Regions from separate parts of the Mus musculus genome. Here region 2 is linked to region 1. Evidence: chromatin contacts called from public Hi-C data. All regions are on one chromosome and are shown on one strand. Each heading gives the region's core, a stretch centred on a gene start, on an enhancer-like site or on the middle of the called end of the contact. The rest is flanking DNA. Distances are from core to core; before and after follow the strand shown.

Evidence for each region. A called contact is a pair of places that touch in the nucleus more often than the background predicts.
Region 2: a contact with region 1 is called in a Hi-C map of rod photoreceptor, with 1.6 times the contacts expected there. The contact joins the promoter of Agtr1a here to the enhancer-like site in region 1. A contact is called at or near these places in 2 of 39 promoter capture datasets (both in liver), 3 of 484 Hi-C or Micro-C datasets (liver and rod photoreceptor) and 1 of 9 other capture datasets (liver).

Annotation. Positions count from the first base shown.
Region 1 is chr13:30,261,346-30,268,173 of GRCm38.p6, reverse strand. No RefSeq gene overlaps it. Among named protein-coding and RNA genes, the nearest start is that of Gm40863, 30 kb to the right of the region's middle. Within about 2 kb of position 3,678, at least 10 of the 459 cell types and tissues checked have an H3K27ac peak or open chromatin away from gene starts, as enhancers often do. A contact at or near this core is called in rod photoreceptor, where this site is marked.
Region 2 is chr13:30,331,688-30,339,374 of GRCm38.p6, reverse strand. Agtr1a (angiotensin II receptor, type 1a) reads right to left here and starts at 3,019. Exons shown (of 3, transcript NM_177322.3): 1 at 2,786-3,019.

The sequences.
Region 1 (6,828 bases), core at 2,429-4,928:
AGAACTGGAAGTCTTGGCCAGGGTAATTCATCAAGAGAAAGGAATCAATGGTGCCAGATGAGAAAGGGAGAGGGTACAGTGCCCCATCGCCAATGTGAATTTACATTTAAATTTACGTTTAATAACTTTAATTTTAATATAATTTAATAATTTAAATTTTAATTTAATAAACTTTACTAAATGTATCTAAATTTACATTAATAAATTTAAATTGAGAGAATCTTAAAGACTCCATAAGACAACCCACCATAACGGAACTATCCTATAAAGTTATAGGGTTATGAGAACACATGAAAGTCAGTAGCGTGTCCACATTCACATGTGAAGGCCTTTTGAGAAACTGATCAGGGCAATAAACACATTTACAAGAGCAACTGTGAAAGATAAAATGTTTAGAAATAAATTTAGCTTGGGGCAGGGGTAGGGCCAAAGAGATAGCTCAGAGGCTAAGAGTATATAGCTCTCGTAGAAGATCCAAATGCAGTTCCCAGCACCCATGCCAATTGGCTCACAACCACCTATAACTCTAGTTCCAGGGGAATCCCATTTCTCTGGCCTCTGGCAATACCTGCATTCACATGTATAATACACACACCTTCACATAATCAAAAATAATATAAATAAATATATATTAAAAGTTTAACTCAGGAATTGAAAGGCTTGTATGCTGAAAACCACAAAACACTTGAAAGAAAAATCTAGGAGACAATAAATGAGACATTCCATGTTCACAACTTGGAAGAAGTAATATTCAAATACCCATAATGCCCAACATGATCTATAGACTTGATATAACTATTAAGAAAGTTCAAATGACATTTCCCATAGAACTAGAAAATGAAAATTTTATCATTCATTTGAAACCTCAAAAAAATATTTAAGGTAATCTTAAGAGAAAAAAAAAAAAGAAAGAAAGAAAATAGCCAGAGACATCACACTTTCAGACTTCAAAATAATCTATAGAGCTATAATAATCAAAATGGCATGGCATGCAGTGATGTAGAAACAGAGAGGAGGAGGGGAGGGGAGGGGGAAGGGGAGGGGAGGGGAGGGGAGGGGGGGGGGAAGGGGAGGGGAGGGGGAGAGGGAAGGAACCAGAATGCACAGTTTCCGTGCTCTCCGAATTCTTGCTTGATTTTTTTCTCTGACTTCCCTCAGTGATGGATTGTTGTGGAGAACAGATGAAGTCCAGGGGGGCTGTGTATTATTAACATGGACACGGTCATATCAAAGACCCCAATGCCTCGGACCCATGTGAGTGGCAAGGTCTTCCCAGGGTCAGGCTTAGCGGAACCACAAAGCCAGCTCAGGGTGTGGATGTGGATAGTGGGGGGGGGGGGGGCGTCAGCTGTGGCTTCCTCCTCCCTCCCCAGGACTGCAACCTGAGACTCCCTACAAAGATGCCCTACTTAGATTAACTCACCTGTCTCCTCGTGGTTGCTGCTGTAAATAACAAATGCCTGGAGTTTCCAAGAAGCTGCTGCTGAGTCTCCAACAGCTCACAAGCCCGCCCAAGGCACTGGATCCCAGCTTCACTGCCTCCGTGTCTGTTGTTTCCCCCATCTGCCCAGTTAGGTCAGTCCCTATGCTATAGACCACAGTGGACTAGGACTTGCATGTGAGCCAAGAAACACTTCTGCCCCTAAGCAGACTCACATCCCTCACCTTAGCTAAGAGCGGCCCTGCCATGGTGAGCCAAAAGAAATCCTTCCTCCCCTCTTAGTTAATTCTCTGTTTTTTTGCTAGAACACCAGAATCAAGGCAACTTGAGAAGAGTTTATTTCCAGTTCAGAGGGATGAGAGTTGATTATGGCAAGGAAACACGGCGACATGCAGCATGTACTAGAACAGGCACACGGAGGCTAGAGCAAGAAGCCGAGAGCTCACGCCCTCAAATGCAAGCACGAGGAAAAGAGAGCAAACCGGAAGTTGCTGAATCATTTTACTCTCAAAAGTAGCCCCCACTTCCGTGAGGTACTTCCTCCATCGAATCTGCCCCACCCAAACCTCCCCCAAACAGCGCCCCCTGCTGAAGACCTCATGTTTAAGTGCCTGAAGACCGTGGTGAACATTCCCAGTGCAAAACCTCCCTGCCTGAAGTTGCTTCTTGCCAGGCATTTGATGAGCAATAAGGAAATTAAACCAGCACCTGCATTTCCTCTACATTGTCCATAAAACTACATAGAATATCCTATTAGGGCCTTTATACCATATGCATCCCCTAAAGTTGCTTCTCCGTTTTTATTCTTCATACTCTACATTTGTTTTCTTTCCTACAACTTCAAAAACCGGGCTTCCTTACTCTTGTCTCTGTTTCTGATGTTTTCTTAAGCAACTGCCTCCATCCTCCCAAATGCGTACTGAATGGCCCCAAACTTTTATCCTTATGCTGTGGAACTACAAATCTCGTCCACTTCAGCAACTCACTTAAACTCTTGGCAGCAGCTTATTTAGATCATACCAAATTAAATCCAATGACAGTCCCTGTCCGCCTGCATCACTGCCCTCCCTGATCGGTGAAGGAATGGCCATTACCCAGCAGCCCTGGCTCATTCTCAACTTCTATTTCGTGTCTTGGATAATTCTGGATCCATCACTTGTCTCCATGCCTGCTGTCAACAAACAAGTTGTCACACATATTCTCTGGTCCTCTCTCTAACCACTTCTCTCTCTACACCCTGAACAATCTCTCTTTTTATAAAATTTGAGGCAATTTGACTTGAATAAAACTGGAAAAGGTGCATTACAAAGCTCTTTCATGGTGATATCAAATGATAATATCAAGTGGTAGTTTTTTCATAATTTTTATTATTCGATTCATCTTTCTATTTTATAATATACAAAACATTTATATATAAATATATATATACTATATATAAAACATTTTCTATTTGAAAGTGAGTTCCACACAAAATGCCTTCCTTGCACCTAGATATTTTATTATGTTCAGACAAGTTGTTATTTTTGATAACCACAATATAATAAGCAAAATCACAGAATAAAGATTTATGTAAAAATCTAATTATAGGACTGTTACAAAATTTTCCAGTTATCCTACCATTCATTTCCCTTGATTAAAAAAAAAAACAAAAACAAAAAACCAAGTCTGTGTCCAGGATCTAAGCCAGATTACACGCTGCCCTGTCACTCTCAGTCCCCACAACCTGAAACAGCTCCTCCAGTCTCTGTAATCTTTTCTAATTGGATTTTCTGTGTGTGAGGCACAGGTCCTGTATTTGCAGAGTGCACTTACTGCTCATTGTGCTTTGTGTGTTCTCAACGTCTGATCCAGATCATGCATTGGTGGCCTGCTATCCCAGAGACTGTGTTTTATTCTTCTCTATGACTACCGAGGAAAGCCCGTGTTTATACATTGTCACTGACGGTGGCAACCCTGACCACTGATAGGGCATCTGCTAAATTCAAAGACTCAAAAAACCCAGGACCTCCTAGCAGTCCTTCCTGTTAGAGGAAAGAGAAGGTCATCAGAGCGTTCTCCTGTCCCCAAGTAAAGCTGCGTGTGGTCACATTCTGGGTGTACAAGGTCTTGACGGTGCTCGAGGAGACTAGACAGAAGGTTGACGAAGGCGTGCGCTCCAGTGACTTGTCTTTACTGAGTTACGACCTTCCCCATGATGCCCCTGGAGGGAAGCCCAGCAAGCACAGCGGTTCAGCAATCAAGGCTTGGGTGCACCAGCTATGGTGATCTCTGTCCCTGACACAGGAAAGCTGCTGCCCTGGGGCTCCCTACACTGCTCTCTGGTACTCCACCGTCTCTGCTCCTTGGCAGGTGTTCGGCTTTTATAACCCCAGGGGCAGGGGGTTGACACGATGGTAATTTACCAATTAATTTATGCCATATGAGCTTCTTCTGTCTCACATCCCCATTCTAGATCCTTCCTGGCACCGTTTCTCAAACAAAGCATTGTAACTCATCGCTGAATGTTCAGCATGGTGTCGGTGTAACAAAGAAACGCAGTTCAGAAAGTGCATGGCCTTTCTGTTTCTCGGCAGAGACTATGCCACGTTCAAAGATTACCAAAGCCAAGAGTCAATCCTAAATATACGATTCATTCAGATTAATAGGACAAGAGGAAAATTTTTATATAACTTCTGAAATGGATACAAATTTGGCACTATCAGAATGGGGCCCAAGAAGGAGGCTGAAGCTTCAGGTCCTGATACCATCATCTGCTACAAGTATGTCCACAGGAAAACCATGCCCCGGTTTAAAGAGGAAGATAAGTAGCTAGTTCCAGAAACTGGAGCTATGGCTCAGCAGCTATGGCCCTGGCCCCTGCTGTCTGTGGCAGGCAGGAGTGCTGGCTCTCCCCACACTGTCTGAGCAGCGTAGCAGGAGAGCTGAGGCAGTGCTGGAGAGCTTGTCTTAGTGACTTGGGTGCAGGAGAGCTGCCTCAGATAGTGTGAGCACTGCAGAGCTGGTGGGCTGACCAGCTCAGCTACCAACCAGGCCCAGATCCAGGGGTTGAGTTATTCCACCCCATCTATGAACTGTGGGAGTCCATGAAAGGGCTGGTCCTGCAGATCTCCATGACACATGATGACACCAAGATATCCCAGGGGAGTCCCAGTGAGGATCCAGTATTGACAGTGTAGCAGAAGCCAGAGGCCTCACATGAGACCAATGATTCACTGCAATGAACATTTGCAAGTCAATCTGTTTGGGCAAAGGGGTATATACTGTGTGACAGGCCGTGACACATCGCAGCTTCCACAGTGAGATTTTTTTAATTATTTTTTTTTCTTTTGTGAGGGAGATCTCAAGGGTAGAGTGCAGAGATGGAGAGATGAGGAGATGTGTGGGATTGGGGTGCATAATGTAAAAAAAAAAATCAATTTAAAAGTTAAAAATATAAAGCCTACCTACCACTCTTGCAGGAGACTTGAGTTAACATCCCAGCACCTGAGTAGGACAGCTCACAACCGCTTGTAAGTCCACACGATCCGACGCCCTCTTCTGGCCTCTACCACCACTGCATTCAGGTGCACATGCTCACACCGGCACACGCAGACATGCACATTTTAAAAATAATAAAAGTAACTCTCTGTAAAATACTTGGTCCCAGGCTGGAGAGGTGGTACAGAGGTCAAGAGCACTGGCTACTCTTCCAGAGGTTCTGAGTTCAAATCCCAGCAACCACATGGAATACTGAGCATCTATCCTGAGATCTGGTGTCCTCTTCTGGCCTGCAGGGATATACACATAAACAGAACAGTTGTGTGTGTGTGTGTGTGTGTGTGTGTGTGTGTGTGTGTGTGTGTGTAATAAATCTTTATTTTAAAAAACAAACTTGGTTCCTCTAATTCTAATTGTGTGGGAACCAATGAGAAGAGCGTGTGGGAAACTGAGCCAAGTTGTAAATTACAAATAAAACGTGTCTGACTCTGGAAATCAGTCTGGCGGTTCCTCAGAAAATTGGACATAGTACTACCGGAGGATCCAGCAATACCTCTCCTGGGCATATATCCAGAAGATGCCCCAACTGGTAAGAAGGACACATGCTCCACTATGTTCATAGCAGCCTTATTTATAATAGCCAGAAGCTGGAAAGAACCCAGATGCCCCTCAACAGAGGAATGGATACAGAAAATGTGGTACATTTACACAATGGAATACTACTCAGCTATTAAAAAAAATGAATTTATGAAATTCCTAGGCAAATGGATGGATCTGGAGGGCATCATCCTGAGTGAGGTAACACATTCACAAAGGAACTCACACAATATGTACTCACTGATAAGTGGATATTAGCCCAGAAACTTAGGATACCCAAGATATAAGATACAACTTGCCAAACGCATGAAATTCAAGAAGAACGAAGACCAAAGTGTGGACACTCTACCCTTTCTTAGAAATGGGAACAAAACACCCATAGAAGGAGTTACAGAGACAAAAGTTGGAGCTGTGATGAAAGGATAGACCATCTAGTGATTGCCATATGCAGGGATCCATCCCATAATCAGCTTCCAAATGCTGACACCATTGCATACACTAGCAAGATTTTGCTGAAAGGACCCAGATATAGCTGTCTCTTGTGAGACTATGCCGGGACTAGCAAACACAGAAGTGGATGCTCACAGTCAGCTATTGGATGGACCACAGGGCCCCCAATGGAGGAGCTAGAGAAAGTACCCAAGGAACTAAAGGGATCTGCAACCCTATAGGTGGAACAACAATATGAACTAACCAGTACCTGGGAGCTCTTGTCTTTAGCTGCATATGTATCAAAAGATGGCCTAGTCGGCCATCACTGCAAAGAGAGGCCCATTGGACTTGCAAACTTTATATGCCCCAGTACAGGGGAACACCAGGGCCAAAAAGGGGCAGTGGGTGGGTAGGGGATTGGGGGGGTGGGTATGGGGGACCTTTGGGATAGCATTGAAAATGTAAACGAGGAAAATACCTAATAAAAAAATAAAAAAATAAATAAAACGTGTCTGAAATGGAATGTGTGAACTGAAGTCCCCAGAATAAAAGCTGCACCTGTACTCAGAAGCCACTCTGCTGACTAGGCTAGGTAGAGCATGCAGGCTGAGCAGGGTTGGGATGTTGCAGAGACAAAATTATCTTGGGCTCTCTCTGGCCTCTGTAACAGCCCCTGTTTGCCCACGGATGCACCTGACCTTACATCCTGTGACGAGCAGATGAAACCTTTGGAAAGCTGCTCACTCCCATGAGCCCCTGTGCTAAGAATGTCATTATACACCGTCTTGGAGCCCACAGCAGATTCCCAGTCGGTCATAAGCCGCCTGCCTGATGTTCCCGTCATGCATTCGGGAAGCGCCTTCATTTATGATTGTCGTCTA
Region 2 (7,687 bases), core at 1,770-4,269, 72 kb before region 1:
ATGAAAAGAATTAAAAATCAGCAAATATTTCATGGTAATACAGCAATGTCCATTTGTCATCTCTATGAATGTTCTAAATATAGACTTTGTTTTTGAATTCCCATTTGTCAGATTTTATGTTAAAGTGATAACTCTAATGAAACTTATTTATACCACTTTGGATTCCTTTTCTGGAAGGGAAACACTATATTTTAGAGTCGTTAATGGTTTAATAGTAGTCACTTGCCAAATCATTTGAATATTATCTTCTACCACTTAGGTACTACTGGTTAAAAGTAACTGTAGGTATCAAGTCATTAAGAAGTTGCTTTTTAGAACCTAAAATTCAGGGAAAGGATCAGGTACAGGGATAAATAAAAGGCTCAAGGACAACAGCCTGGGCTGGGAAGCCAAAACGTGCAAATGGGAAAGGAATTCGATCTCTGTCCCTAGAACAGATTTGAGAACAAAATATAGCAGCTCTCAACTCTCTGCTTGGAAAAGGCATCATGAGAGCACAGAGAAGCCACACATCTGTAATTCAAACTATGCTTCAAAGTCCTTGCTGGCAAATACTTACTCCACGCTGGGATAAGTATAACATTAAACTTTTCTTTTCCTTGTCACAAGCAAAATTAGTTATTACTGTTAATTAGTAACACAAGATCCACACAGTCATAAGTAGCAGCAGTCAAAGGCAGCAAAAATATGCTCTGAAGTAAAGGGGACAATTCTCCCCCCAAACGAGACAGGAGACGAAGAAAATGAAGAAAGCTGAACGGCACATAGTGTGTCCTTCCTACACTGACCAGGGTAAGGCAAGATGACCGGAGCTCAGCAAGCCTCACTCAGATACTGTGATGGGCAAACATTTTGTAAATCTCTGGATAACAGGTTTTCACATAAGAGAAAACCCACTCTCTTCTAAGGTGGTGGATGCAGAGTTAGTTAGTTAGTTAGTTAGTTAGTTAGTTAGTTAGATGTTCTCTGAGTTCCAAGGAAGAGTAAAACTAGAAATTAAAACCTTGTAAAGGGGAAAATAAGCCAACACCACCAACAAAAACAAGGCATCCAGGAAGAGAAGAAGGGCTCAGAAAAGTCAGTCAATTTTAACACCTTACAACTTGAGGCCCCTCCCTAAACCTCAAGCAGTATATATCATACATTATAGGAATTGTCACCTGTGATTTGAGGATAGACCTGTGGACCTCTCACTAAGAAACATTTAACCAGAGATGTTAACAGTTTCGAAGACTTTTATCATGGGATAATAAGGTAACCAGTCTAGACTTTTATGTAGTCAGCAATAACCAAAAACCAGAAAGTATCGAGGTTTTAAAAGACTGTAAGAGACCTTCTGTGCAGTGACCAGAGACTCAGAATTGTTAGATAAATAAAAGCACTCTTAATATCGCGCAGCTAATTCAGGGTAAGAACAAGGAGGGTTCCTGGGCATTAGCAGGAAATTGATGGAGAAGTGACCGTCCAAGTGGGGCCTTAATGGCTCCAAAAAGACTTCCGAGATAAGCAAACAGGACAGGTAGTGTTTGTTTGTTTGTGGTTAAACCAAGGAGATAAAACACTAAAACAAGCTTCTTGGAGTCCTTATATTTGTAAAGTGGGTTAAGGCTTTTGCTTAGGGGCAATAAATACAGGGACTCGGTGGCGGTAACTCTCAAGAAAATCGCTTTAGGAATGAAGTACCTTGAAAAGGGAAACAATGATTACTGACTGCAGAGAGCAGGCTGTGAGGCTGCTCTCTCTCTCTCTCTCTCTCTCTCTCTCTCTCTCTCTCTCTCTCTTTTCCTGGAACGACACAGGAGGAAATTAATGTTGTCGACTTCCAAATGAGACCTCAGGGCACACAGAGTGCCCAAATTTTCCTGAAAAAAAAAAAAAAAAAAAAAAAGACGTCTCCCTGGAGTTGATGGTGGGTCTTTATGCTTAAGGACATGGGCAAACATGGACACCCGTAGCCTATTCTCCTGTGCTTAACCAAAGACAGGGAGCAGGTGAAGTCTTGAGCAGGATTGGCTTAAATTTTCTGGAGACCACCATAGTCTGAGGTTGCGGAGACACTGGCCTAAAGGTTTCTCAAGAAAGTGAAATGAGGTAGAAGAGTGGAGAGCCCTGCTCTCGCTCGCTCGCTTCAGTACTGAATCGGAGCCACTGAAATCCAGTGAGGACTACAGGCCAAGACAGCCTGCTGAGATGCAGCCACCAGCTTCTCCCCACTTCTGACTGAAGTATCAAAGCTTGGCTGGGAACACCTGTGGTTATGGCGTTTGGCCCCACTACCATCTATGTGATACTGATGATCCACTAGTAGAACCCGCACTGAGAAGAAGGAGAGAAGGCAGTGCAGGGTCATTGGCAAACAAAGGTGAGGCTGGGGACAATCTTAACTTAAGCTCAAAGTAGCACAACTTCAGATTTTGGCCCCGCGGTCATACAGGCTACGGTTAAATTCAGGTCACAGCTAAAATACAACAGTTATTTAAAAGCACGGCGGAAAACTGACTTGCTTGCCTCACATTTCTGTAGATTTCTAGCCTGTACTCGAAGAGTTTGATCAAAACATTATGACTCCTTTGGACCACGCTGCAAACGAGCGCACTTTCCTCCCACCTGATCCGGTGAAGGGCAGCCCCCTCCAGGCTCATTCCGCTGGCCGGGAGTGAGCTCGCTCCCCTGGGTCCCCCGGGTCCTCCGTGCCCAGTACTCTAGATTCAGATGTGGTGACAAGGAACCTACCCACTCCCGCCCCTGATCACCACGCTGGCGGGACGCCTGGGCTAGGACTCACCCGGGAGAGCAGCAGAGCTGGGAGAGCCGCAGAGCTGGTACTGGCTTCAGCCACCCCAGCGACCCACCCCAGCGACCCGTGGACCAGGACTCAAGCCTCGAGTCCTCTCCGGCCAGACAGCATCATCCAGTCCCTCCCAACTGCCTGGCGATCAGCAGCGAGGCACTTCCATATTTATAGCCTAGGGGGACGTTGCTACTCCGCAGGTTCCAACCCTAAGGCTTTGCACTCCTCCCTCGCCCCGCCCCGCCCCGCCCCGCCCCGAGACCCTCTGTCCAACCCTCTCCCTCTCCAGTTTCTGACGGAGTCTTCCCTGCTGCCAGTCACCGATGTGCCCTTCCAGATCCAAGCTCAGCTGGTCCTGAATCCCACATCCCAGCCTGAAGTGTTGAAGATGGAGGGAGGTGGGCGTAAGGCCACATGAACTGACTCCAAGATAAATGCTTCACTTAGAAAGAAGAAAAAAAAAATCTTGGAAAAATTTTAAGGATGAATTAAGGAACTCCCTTTCTTCGCTGTGGCTGACTCAAAATTTGAGGCCTGTGCTGTGGATTACATATGGCATGGATTAATTTCAGAGTTGTAAAATAAAAGATTATCAGTTCCTCCTAGTTTACACGTGGCTCAAGCTGCATTTATTTTAAAATAAAAACAGACTGCCAAAAAAATAGCACAAAATATTTGAGAACAAAATGAACTCAATTCTAAATTAGAAAGAAAGAAAGAAAGAAAAAAAGAAAGAAAGAAAGAAAGAAAGAAAGAAAGAAAGAAAGGAAGGAAGGAAGGAAGAAAGGAAGGAAGAAAAGAAAGAAAGAGAGAAAGGAAAGAAAGAGAGAAAGGAAAGGAGAGGAGAGGAGAGGAGAGGAGAGGAGAGGAGAGGAGAGGAGAGGAGAGGAAAGGAAAGGAAAGGAAAGGAAAGGAAAGGAAAGGAAAGGAAAGGAAAGGAAAGGAAAGGAAAGGAAAGGAAAGGGGAAATACATTCTGCAGTGTATCACGAGGCCAGAATTACTCTGATACCAAACTCAGGCAACACAGTACAAGCCAACTTCAGACTAACAGCTTCTATGGATGGAGATGCAAATCCTAATGAAGTGCTAGCGATTCAAATCCAGTGGAAAAATAAAGGTATTGAGACCATGATGTGCCCTGCTCTGAATTACTCGACATTGTGCAAAACAATGGCTTTCGACTGCAGAGTTTGTATTTTACAAGCAGCATTGACTCCACTTAAAGTGAAAATGCAGAAGTAGAATTCGCACCTTGATGTGCACATAAACATCATCTGCCTGTCACCAGCTACATGGCACAGATAGATTAACAATTTATTTCTTAAGGCAGAAAGCCCCCACCCCCACCCCACGCCCCATGCCCCGCTACTTAAAAAACAATCGAAGTAAATGGAGACTATAGCCACACACGCCGAGGTTAATATCAAATCTGGGAAACCAGGAGTGACAGCACACTGGACTGGCAAGACTGGAAAAGGGTGCAGCTCTCTCACCTGAGCCCCATGAAGAGAAGAAGCCCTAAGGCTTCAGGGGTAAGAAGCCCTATCTTTCCACCCTGTGTGCGTCACAGAGTGCCCAGCCCTCCTAGAGGCTTCAACTTAGCTCAGTCTCTGCTATGATGTGGCTGTTCTATTTGAAGTGACACATATGCCCACTTGTGTGTCTCTACCTGACATGAAACTGTCTCCAGGGCTGAGTCCTGCACTTGGCTGCTAAAGCCTCTGCCAGTGGCTCAGCTCAAACCTTGACTTTTAGCAGCAGACCTCCAGCAGCGGTTATCTCATTACCATAGAGGCCCCTTTTGACCCCTTTAGCTGCCTGCTTCTCAAGCATCTTTGCAATTCCCTGAGTCCTATTAGATACTCTTCAATGCTATGTAGCCGATGTCTAAATTACATATATGTGTGTGTATATATAGTGTGTGTATAGTGTGTGTGTGTGATGTATAGTGCATAATCTGAAAGTTAATGTTCATAGGTAAGATTGGAATAAAAGGGTCTGTGTTTCTGCATTTGCCTTGTCAGGTTATCAAGGAATTGGACACTCCTTAGCAAATTGATTCTTACAAAGTCAATATTCCTTGTGAATTTATTGTTATCCAATAAATTCTGGCATTGTGAAAAGTCACAGGCATGTTGGTTGAATCTTTGCAAAGATATAAACTCAGTTTTTAAAAGTGCAGGTCTTCTGTTATGAAACCTGGAACAAAGACTCTGCTGGAAGATAACAGGAGCAGCGCCCTACAGGAGACAAGCTCGGGACAGGGCTTCCTGAACTCTGTTCCCTCCAGAACTACAGCCAACAACTGACAAATGAGACCCCATGGAAACTAAAGGTCTTCTGCACAGGGAGAGAAACAGAATCAGCCAACTGAGTGAGGTGGAAGCCCACAGAGTAGGAAAGAATCTTTTCCAGCTATACATTAATTTCCAGAATATATAAACTATTTAATTATATATGATATGCATATAAATTATATTATTATACATAACATGCATATGAATTATATATAGTATATAACATGACATTTAACATGTAACATGTGACATGTAGCATATACTATAACATGATATATAATTATGACATTTGACATATGACATAACATAATGTATTAACACATAACACATAATATATATTTAAGTTATTTAACTATAGGATTAATTTCCAAAATATATAAGTAACAAAAAAAGTCAAGAAAACACAATTTAAAAATGGCCTCTGGATCTGAACAGAGTTCTCTAAAGAAGAAATAACAGTGGCTAAGAAATATATTATAAAATGTTCAACATCTTTAACCATCAGAGAAATGAAAATTAAACTAGTCTAAGATTCCATCTTACAGCCCTAAGAATAGTGAAGATGAAGAAAACAGGTGTTAGCAAATGTTATTGAGGATGCAGGAAAGGGGGGACTTTTGATTGAGAACTGATGCAGCCAATATGGAAATTAGTGTGGAAAATTATTGAAACTCAAAATCCATCTGCCATGTGACCCAGCTACAATGCTCCTTGTCATAATCCCGAGGGACCCGCCATCTACTCCACTGTTCTTGCTCATCCACGTTCATAGCCACTCTATTCATTATAGCTGGGAAACAGGAACAGCCTAAATGTCCTTCCACTAATGAATAGATGATGGAAATGTGGTTCACAGACACAGTGGAACAGTACCCAACTCTAAAAATGTAAAGTAAAATCATGAAATTTGTACGTTAAATGGATGGAGCTAGAAAGTATTACACTGGGTAAGGCAACCCAGATGTAACGTGAAGTATCCCCAGAAAACCAGGAAAACAGAAGGAGATTGTGAGCAGAGGGGAGGAGAAACCCTAGAGAGGGGGTAAGAGGAGATCTGTGTTACAAAATGGAGAAAATGAGGGAGACCTATACTGGACAATAGGAAGGGTAATATATAGGGAGAGGGAAGAAAGAGAAAGAAATAACAGCAAGAGTGTTTAAAATATGTGTGTGTGTGTGTGTGTGTGTGTGCGTGTGTGTGTGTGTGTGTGTGTGTGTGTGTGTGTGTGTGTGTACATTTAACTGAGTTGTGCCACATGAGGTGATAATGATTTTCACAAGAGCCATACACTACCTTGCCATAACTCTAGTGTTAACCATAGGAAATCGTTTATGTTGTTTTCCAAAACAATTTGGGCTGTTGGCAATGCCCTTAGCTGTTCTCCAGAACTCAAAGGTAAGACCGTTTCTGAATACACCACACGTGTTGGACACGGGAGTTGGAACTGACCTGCAAGCCTAAGGACTTGCTCACAGAATGTCAGAAGGTGATAGGCAGGCTGCCAAGGGAGAGACTGGAAAGCCCATGAACCACAATGGCTGGACTGGCCAGATACAGCGGCACTTTTATCTTGGGGTAACCAATAGCTGCCTAATTCAAGTTAGGGCCCATGCCAGAGGAAGAAATGCATGCCTGCTACTGTGCCTTGCCAACTACTACTGGTGGCTGGAGACATCACAGACCAAAGAGAAGAACCTACTACTGTCATTGTTCTAATCAATACAGTTCCTAAGTGTATTATAAATATGAACCTTATCCCTCAGATAAGTCTAGCACTTACTCCTCATCAAAGAAGCTCTGTTTTCAGCAGATGGTGGTTACCTCAGAGATGCAATATGGTCCTAAACAAGACCTGCATAATGGCAAACCCAATTAGCATGCCAACATAAAGTGAGAGATTCCAGCAGCTCCCACCTCCAATTAAGGGCTCAATGGCTATAGAGAGAAGAGAATCCATTTTCTCCAGGGGTGACCTGATAGGTCAGCCCTAAGCACACATACATACTAGCAATGCTAGATGGGCTCAGTGGGACACACACACACACACACACACCTAATCACACACATACACACTGAATCAACACAATAAAAAGTTAAACACAAGAGTTAAGAAAGATATAGAAGTTGGGAACATTTCTAGCTCCCTGTGGCACTCAATTCAACTCACAAGGCAGCTGAAGGAGGTTATCCCCCGGCACTGCTGAAGTCTGTGTGGGTGTGTTCACAGAAGTTGGAACAAGCTTGACGTGAGAAACGGAAATTCAGGAGGTTATGTCCTGAAGTTTTGCAGCACCAGAGCTGGCTGGAAGTACCTGGCAGGCTTCTTTCCCTCACCCGGATGTCTCCATCTCCAGAGACGGACTGCACCATCTCTGAATTTTCGGTTATTTTGCCCCAAATGTCTGTATCTCACTATAATACATACTGTTCAGATGGCTTTCACTAAACTTTATATAACACTCCAAGAAATTATGTTATAAAAAGATAATGTGTTTCCAAAAGGGGTGGATCTTAGATAAAGCCAAAGTTTTGGCTAATTTTGAAAAGTTACTAGTGTTGTCTAATAACCCAAATTTAATTAGTAGATTTGAATTGT